Linked DNA regions of Gossypium hirsutum: region 1 is linked to region 2. The links are chromatin contacts, called in public Hi-C maps. All regions are on one chromosome and are shown on one strand. The core of a region is the stretch at or near the end of the contact, and the rest is flanking DNA. Distances in the headings are between cores, read along the strand shown. Region 1 holds the start of LOC121230347 (multifunctional methyltransferase subunit TRM112 homolog A). Region 2 holds the start of LOC107962429 (serine/threonine-protein phosphatase 2A activator).

Region 1 (4,268 bases), core at 239-2,738, 170 kb before region 2:
TTTAATTGGCTTGACATTTTTGCCTTTAAATTTGCAGGCGCAAGTGGGCGGTGGCCAGCGGCGGTATGGGCGATGGGACAGGGTAGTTAGCCGACAGTCAAGCATAGGGACGGTGGCTAGGTTTTTTAGTCTTCTTCTCTTATTTTTTTCTAATTGCTATGGGCTAGTGTTAAAGGGTTTTGGGCTGTTGGTTTTTTAAATATTGGGCTTTTTAGCCCGGGTATAATTTGGGCTATGCAAATATTTTATTTAAAAACTATTTTATTAAATTTGAAAGATCTATCACTTCAAAATTGATAGATTATCTCGTCAACATTTATAAATTTCCATTTTAAAATTAGAATTTACCATTTTATCTTAATTCAATTCATATTTATCATTGTATTTTTTAAATAAAATAACTTTCTTATTATACTAATTTTACATTCAACTACTTCTCTTGCCTAATGAAAGCTTTTTCAATATATATATATTTAATAACAATTATAATAAATTATAATTCAATTCAATATTCACTAGCATAATTGTGCTTTAACCCTTTTATATTTTCATTTAAAAATAACTAAAAAAAATTGTAAATTTCATCACTGTCGATAACAATTTAATATAAAAATAATTAATATTTTTAATTATATTTAATAATTTAAATGAAATGATTTACACTAATCATAATAAATTAAAATTGCATTATTATTATTTCGATCAGAAGCTTTTCTATGAATACTGATAAATGCATCGCAACTTTGATTCATTAAAATGCATTATTTAATAAATTAAAATCAGTGACATGATAATTAAAACAACACAAACAAAAAGAAAATGAAAGACTATAAACCCTAATTAAAAACCGGTGAGGCCCAGTGGCGCAGCCGTATCAACCACCATTCCCTTAAACCTCATCTTCATGCAGAAGCATATTGGGGATTCCCTTATTAACCGGAAACTTCCTGCCAGTCTCGGGACAAACAAGAGCACCTTCCTCAAGATGAAGCTCCAAAAGGGCATGGTGGAACTTCGTCAAGAAGTCCAGGTCCGACTCTAGCACCGACGGATCAGGTGCCTGCTCAGGAAGCTCGACGTAGCCCATAGTTCTGGCAGCATCGGAAAACGCTTTCCAATCGATCTTGGGAAATATATTCCTGAGGAAATCGTGGTTGATTTCGACTTGCTTCTCCACCACTTTCTCCACTTCAATCTTGAGAGGGAAGCCCTTGGTTACCCCCTTGATGTTTGACGACAACATGTTGTGAGTTAGCAACCTCATCTCTTTCCTCTGTTTTCCCTTTGCTTTCTTCGTTTCGGGCTTTGCCGTTATATTAAGCACAAAAAGCACTAGGCTGGTTTATGCTTAGCTTGTTCCTTGGGGATTTTGTAAAGTTCCTTGTCTCTTGTGATGGGTTTTGTATCGTTTAAAGGACGAATCTATCCTCCTTGTGTGGTCAATTTTTGGGGGTAATATAGTAAATTGTTGGCCCAATTTTGATTTGGGCTTTGTTAGCCCAACCTTAGAAATTAGGCATAGCTCAAGATATACCATTTTTTGGTATTAAATTAAATAGAAATATTATTAAATCTACAATTGGGCCTAACTCAAGTGATGGAAAGGGTTCAGGGATGAAGCCACGTAAGAAAGGACTAAACTTCTTTAGCTAGATGGGCAAATTTCGTTTTAGTCCCCTTACTCTCATTGGCTGGGGTAGGCCATATACCCTGCCCAGAAACAGACATTATTGACCACCAAAGTTCCATTTCCATTATGTTTTTCCCAAGTTAATTTCCTATACACCATGCAATGAAATATTATGGTACTCAATGAGTTAAAAGAATAAAAAAAGAAATGGTGACCGAAGGCTTTTTTAAAGAAAAATAAATTGATTTCTATTTAATTGCCAGGCAAATCAATGTGTGTTTTTTCAAGTGTACCACACCACCTATTTATACATAAACTATATGCTAATTTTAGGTTCGTTCTACCTACCACTAACTACATAAATTAATTTCAGATTTCTTTTCTAATTTTGGCTTTTACAATGTCAAAATCTGATCAGTCCTTCAAATGTCCCAAATTTATGATTCGGTCCCTGTTCTATTTCCCATGCTTTAATTTAACCCTTTCTTTGCTTGTCTTTAATTTAAAACACCCGAATTTCATCCCCGTCAATATTTAAACACAAAATTCACCAATTACCAGGAACTAATTTAAGAACAAATCGAGTTAAGCATGAAAAATATGCAAAATGAACAAGCTATCACATTCTCTATTATATTTCTCTTCTTTTGAAATTTTTGATTTTTGTACTTAACAAAATAAATTTCTTTTCTCTTTGGTGTTAAATAGTTTATTTGTTTTTGGTTATAACGACTTAACAATAAAAAGTAATAATTTTTTTTATATATTTTCAATAATTTTGCTTTTAGGCTCTGGTTGTTTATATTTTCTAACGATAGTCTTTAAATGTGGTTAGACTATGTTGCATCTTTTTAATTCCAATGTTTAGCATATTCTCGGTTATATGATCTAGTCTAATTTTTATTTTTGGTTTGCAATAGCTTATTAGCTCGACTTTCCTGCCTTACAAAGACAAAATGGTAGCTTTGGAGATGTACAGATATCTAGCTGAGCATCATGATGATTGGATCTTATGTTGTCATCGTCTTTATAAAAATTAGCTCGACTTTCCTGCCTTATAAAGACAAAAGGGCAGCTTTGGAGATGTATAAATATCTAGCTGAGCATCATAATGATTGAATCTTATGTTATCACAGCCCAAGGATTTTTGTAGTATGCCACCCAATTATGTAGTACACATTCAAGACAAGATTAAAAAAAAGCCCCATTCAAATAATAGAATGAATTCATATGAGAAGAAACTCTAGTTTAAAAATTTTTTATCGAATATGGAAAATGCTAATTTAAAAGTAAATAGCCAGGCTGCATTATACCCTTAAGTCTTGAATTCACTTTTAAAGTATCTCAAAAGTTTGAATTCCCAGTTATTTAAAGGTTCTTCAACTTTATTAGAGTTAACAATTTTTTTTAAAGCTTGAACTTCTTTTTTTTTACAAGATATTCTGCTTTAGTAGTATTAGCATAAGATTGCAGCAATCTTGCTTTGAACTAGTATGAATGTCCGTAAGGATCTCCTATGCTATTGTATTGGTAAACGGCAACACAGGATATAAGATTATTCTGCTTTAGTAGTATTAGCATAAGATTGCAACAATCTTGCTTTGAACTGGTATGAATGTCCGTAAGGATCTCCTATGCTAATGTATTGGTAAACTGCAACACAGGATATAATACATGGAGATACCATTAGACCAAATGTAAACCCACATATGTATTTATTGAAAGTCCTAACAAATTGGCAACTATTGGAACACGCCATATAGGCCACTATTGCAATAGTAATGACAGCAATGGCAGAAGAAGCAGTGGCATAAACTTTTCTATACTGTAGTCAATATAGAAGAAAATCACAGCCAAAGGATTTCTGTAGTATGCAATCCCAATTATATAGTACACATTCAAGACAAGATTAAAAATAAAAAAAAGCTCTATCCAAATGATAGAATGAATTCATATAAGAAGAAGCTCTAGTTTAAAATTTCTTTATCGAATATAGAAAATCAATAATTTAAAAGTAAATAGCCAGGCTGCATTATACCTTAAGTTTTGAATTCACTGTTAAAGTGTCCCAAAAGTTTGAATTCCCAATTATTTAAAGGTTCTTCAACTAACAATTTTTTTTAAAGCTTGAACTCTTTTTTTTTGCCATTGATGTAGGGTGTTGGAATTCACTGTTTAAAGGTTCCCAATTATTTAAAGCTTGAATTCACTGTTAAAGTACCTCAAAAGCTATTAACTTTTTTTTTTTTGCCATTGATGTAGGGTGTTAGAGATTCATACTAATTTACATGTGATTTAAGTTTTTAGAAAAATGGGTAATTGTTAATGGTCAAAATCGGATCATCCTAGTTTTCAAGACTTGAGTTTTGTAACTTAATTTTCAGCTTAAATTATTTAGCCTTGTACCAAACTATGTTAGCTAAATTGATTGTTAGCATTAAAAAGAACCTGAATGACATAATGTTGGAGTAAGATAGTCGAGCTATAGGAGAAAGCATGATAAGCACATAATAAGTTGTATTCTCAAATCAGAAGTGTTTTTTATCTTTTATTACATTTGGGGCAACTTAAAGTTTTAATTCTTTTTCCGCACTTTAAATTTGAGCATTTTGGTTGGTTGATTACATTTTGTAGGTTG
Region 2 (4,156 bases), core at 1,133-3,632:
TTGAGAATTCTACCACCAATGGTGGTGAAAGCTATGAGAATGACGATGATGTCGTGATGTCAGCAATGCTGAGATTGTTGAAAATGGTTGCTAGAGCCTAAACTGGATCAAGAAGTCATAGGTCTATTGCGGAAAGACTCCGATCAAATGGGGTATAAACGTTCAAGGGTATTGCTGGAACGACTCCCACTATGGTTGAATACTAGATGGAGTCGACTGAGAAGATTTTAGAGGACTTAGAATGTATTTCGGAGCAAAAATTGAAGGGCACTATGTCTTTCTCAAAGAAAATGTCTATTGTTGGTGGCAGACTGTTGTAAGCGGTACACAAGCTAATCGGATAAACTTGGAGTACTTTCAAAAGGCCTTTCAAAAGAAGTACCTGGGCACTAGATATGTGGTGACCCGCAGGCTCGAGTTTATTGAGCTAAAACAATGAGACAAGTCTAAGGCAGGATATGAGGTTGAATGTTAAGGCTCATTTCTTGATGATTTTATTAATTCTAACCCTATGTATTTTGGGGTGTTACAAGTAATTGGACACATCTTTACTTCAGTGCTTAGCATGTATCTTTTTGTTAGCCCTGCTGTCTGATCTTTTTCAGAGTCATGTTGAGGCTTTGGTTGTAAGATTAATTGATTATTTTGGGCTTGAGGCGTTACTTTTAACCGATATAACAATTTATCTCCCTTAAGATTGAAGCAAGTTATAAAGTGACCTAATGGCAGGTTAGAACAATATGTCCCTTTTCTCTATTCTCTTCATTTCTTGCCTCTTATTTCCTTTTCATCCTCACTTAAATCTTAGCCCTTTTCCTTTCTCTTTTATTTCTTTCCTTTATTTTTTTATCTCATCCCTTTATTTTTTTTTCTTTAAAAAATTAAGTTTTTTTTTTCCAACATAAGTAGCTCAAAGGATGTTTATGGTCACTCAACACCATCGACCTTTACTTGGTAGGGTCCATTTTTCTTTTCTCTCTCTTGTGAGAGTACAACTGTCTAGAGTCTTCTATGACTCTTTGTCTTTACGTTCTAGTGGTACCCAACAAATTTCTTAGAATTTGATGAGTAAACAATGTATGTATGTGAGCTTGAAGTTTATTTTTGGCAAGTTTTTTGCATATTGAACTTTCAATATAGTGCAGCTTTAGTATTCTGGTCATAAGTTAAGTTACAGACCTCCGTTTGAAGCCTATAATATATCAATTCGAAGAGAATTGAAGTATCTAACTAACTTTATTTATGAATTAAACCCAAAAATGGTCAAGAAGTTCGGCATGAAAATGATTAAAAAGCCTAGAAAAATTTTACTTTATGTAATTAATAGCACTTTTGTATTTTCTCCATTATATTTTTTTCACAATAAATAGATACTATTAAGTTAAGACTTGGCGGTGTACGGAGATATAGCCACTTTTAGTTTTATTTTTTAAAGGGTTTTTAAAAAGTTTTGATTCTAAAAAGTTTGTGAGATTAAATTGTCCTTAATCTTTCACTACTGTTTAGTATTTGAATGTTTCCAGATTTGTTAAATATTCGACCAATATTTGATAACTTAGAACAATTGCTTTGTCAATTAAAGATTTAGTCAATTGATTGATTTCTAATATTTGTGACAAGCTACATCCTTGTTTGTGTAGTACAGGCCTGCGATCTAACTTAAATGAACCCTAATTGTGTGTTTGTTGGTTAGAATGGAGTCTTTTTCACCCTTAATGCTATTGATAAATTAAATTGTAAGTGATCGTTATAGGATTAATTTGTCAACAAGGGAAGTAATTAATGGTGATTGCCTTGGTTATCGAGAAGATAAGAAGAGATTAGGTTGCTAGGCAATCATCGATAACTATAATCAATTTGTTAAAGAACATTGAAACTTATCTTTGTACCAATGATTAAACAAATGAATCAAACAGAGATTTTACTTTAAGAGGAAGCTTCATCAGATTGATTTTTCTCTCAACTTTTAATCATCGTTTTCTTTAAAAAAATTTAATTTAGTTTTCTTCAAAATCTTGGTTTTAATTTTTAGTTTAACGAAATCTCCTTTTTATTTAGTTTTTCTTTTTTGTTTTATTTGAAGGAATAAAATTACTATCATCCTTCGTGGGTTCTTCCATACTCATCATTAACAGCAAAATTTCGTAGATTTTATTTTTGTTGGTCTCAACAGTCAACAGCCTCTCCTTCCTATTAACTAGGCTTGAAATCTTCCAAATTAGCACTCATAATCATGGATGATTTTACCTACGAAGCCCAATTAAATATCCAACACTTGATTTTTGGGCTCAGAAAATAATAAATGGTTCCATTGTCAAAGCCCAACACTCCACCTAAAAGAGCCCAATATGTCTACATCATCCACGCGCCTCTGCTCTAGAAAACTCGCCATCGCCACGCAAGCAATACATTTTCATTTCGAAACAAAGATTTGTGTACCCCCAAAGGCGTAATTATCTGACGATCATCGCACAGTTTTCTCCGCCGCAATGGAACCACCGCCACCGCAATCCCCTCGAGACGAACACCCTCACACTCACTCTCATTCATCCACCTCCATCCCCACCACTGGTACTTGCTGCAAGTGCGGTGGTGCCACGACCCACGCCCCACCGTCCCAATCGCCAACTTCCTGGCCTGACCTTTCCTCTCCCCCTGCATACCGACCGATTCGAGCCCCCGCTTTAAACCTCCCTCCAAACAACACCCAAGCCATAATCCTAACTCCTGTCCCTCAATCCCAAGAAGTCCCCACCATTACTCCTCCTTTCCATTTCCAAATCCCATCCAAAAAAATCACTTCCCCTGATGATATCCGCAAATTCCACGACTCCCCTACTTCTAAAAACTTCCTGGGTTTCATCGTCGCCTTGTCGGAATCTATCCGCGGCCGTAAAATCTCCGATCCCTGCCATGAATCTGCCACCGTGTCCAATATCGTCTTTATCATCGAAAACCTGAGTCTCTGGGTCGATCAGATCCCACCCGTTCAACAATCCTCTCGTTACGGTAACATCTCTTATCGAACCTGGCACGAACGCTTAACCGAAAACGCGAAATCCTTCATGCTACAGTTCCTCCCCGAGGATCTCAAATCCTCCACTATTGAAATCGTCCCTTACTTCACTGACAGCTTTGGGAACTCAAGCCGAATCGATTATGGAACGGGACACGAAACCAATTTCGCAGCCTGGTTATACTGCTTAGCCAGAATGGGAATAATCAAGGAAGAAGATTACCAAGCAGTGGTGGCTAGGGTTTTTGTCAAATATTTAGACTTAATGAGGAAGCTTCAGCTTGTTTATTGCTTGGAGCCGGCGGGGTCTCACGGGGTATGGGGTTTAGATGATTATCATTTCTTGCCATTTATATTTGGGAGTTCGCAGTTGATTGATCATAAGTATATGAAGCCGAAATCGATACACAATGAGGATATTTTGGATAACTTTTCGAGTGAGTATATGTATCTTTCGTGTATTGGGTTTATAAAGAAGGTGAAAAAGGGTCCGTTTGCAGAGCATTCGCCACTGTTGGATGATATCAGTGCAGTGCCTAATTGGAAGAAGGTGAATAGTGGGATGCTTAAAATGTATAAAGCTGAGGTGCTCGAAAAGGTTCCTATTATGCAGCACTTCCTCTTTGGCTGGCTCATTAAGTGGTAAGTTTTTTGGGGGTTTAATTGTTTTATTTATAGAATAGTAATTTGCGACATGTTCCTTTTATGCAAGATTCATACCAGTGCCAGCTTTGACATTGTTTATAGTATCATAGTTAAAGATTCTCTGTTTTTTAGTACTGGCCTGATGTTAAGTAAAAAATGCCCCTTCATTTACAAATGCTATGTAATGATTGATGACTGCTATCATGTTCATGAGTATGGTGCCATTACTCGGAAATGGCACCTCAGAACACCCTCTGTGTGTCTAATATGCCTTTGTTGATACCTAAGTTACATTAAAGAGGTCATGCGATCTTTGGTGACTTTGAAAGATGGCATTACTGTTAGCTGCATGTTTTGCAAAAACCATGCCTTGGTATGGGTCTGTGCAATGTGAATATTCTGGCCACATGGCTAAGCTATTTTGAACCACCTCAGAGAACCGTTCACAAGTTGATACCGTTGCTAACTGATAACATACTATTTGCTCAATGATCA

What was found. Hi-C and Micro-C count contacts between places; a contact is called where the count stands out from the background.
Region 1: a Hi-C map of leaf shows a contact between it and region 2, with 2.2 times the contacts expected there. The contact joins the promoter of LOC121230347 here to the promoter of LOC107962429 in region 2. A contact is called at or near these places in 2 of 34 Hi-C or Micro-C datasets (both in leaf).

Annotation. Positions count from the first base shown.
Region 1 is chrA06:4,743,025-4,747,292 of Gossypium_hirsutum_v2.1, reverse strand. LOC121230347 (multifunctional methyltransferase subunit TRM112 homolog A) reads right to left here and starts at 1,488. Exons shown (of 1, transcript XM_041114954.1): 1 at 673-1,488. The coding sequence starts at 1,264. The coding sequence ends at 890. It overlaps LOC121230348 (a long non-coding RNA gene), which reads left to right. Exons shown (of 2, transcript XR_005928281.1): 2 at 38-295.
Region 2 is chrA06:4,575,758-4,579,913 of Gossypium_hirsutum_v2.1, reverse strand. LOC107962429 (serine/threonine-protein phosphatase 2A activator) reads left to right here and starts at 2,382. Exons shown (of 2, transcript XM_016898818.2): 1 at 2,382-3,658. The coding sequence starts at 2,490.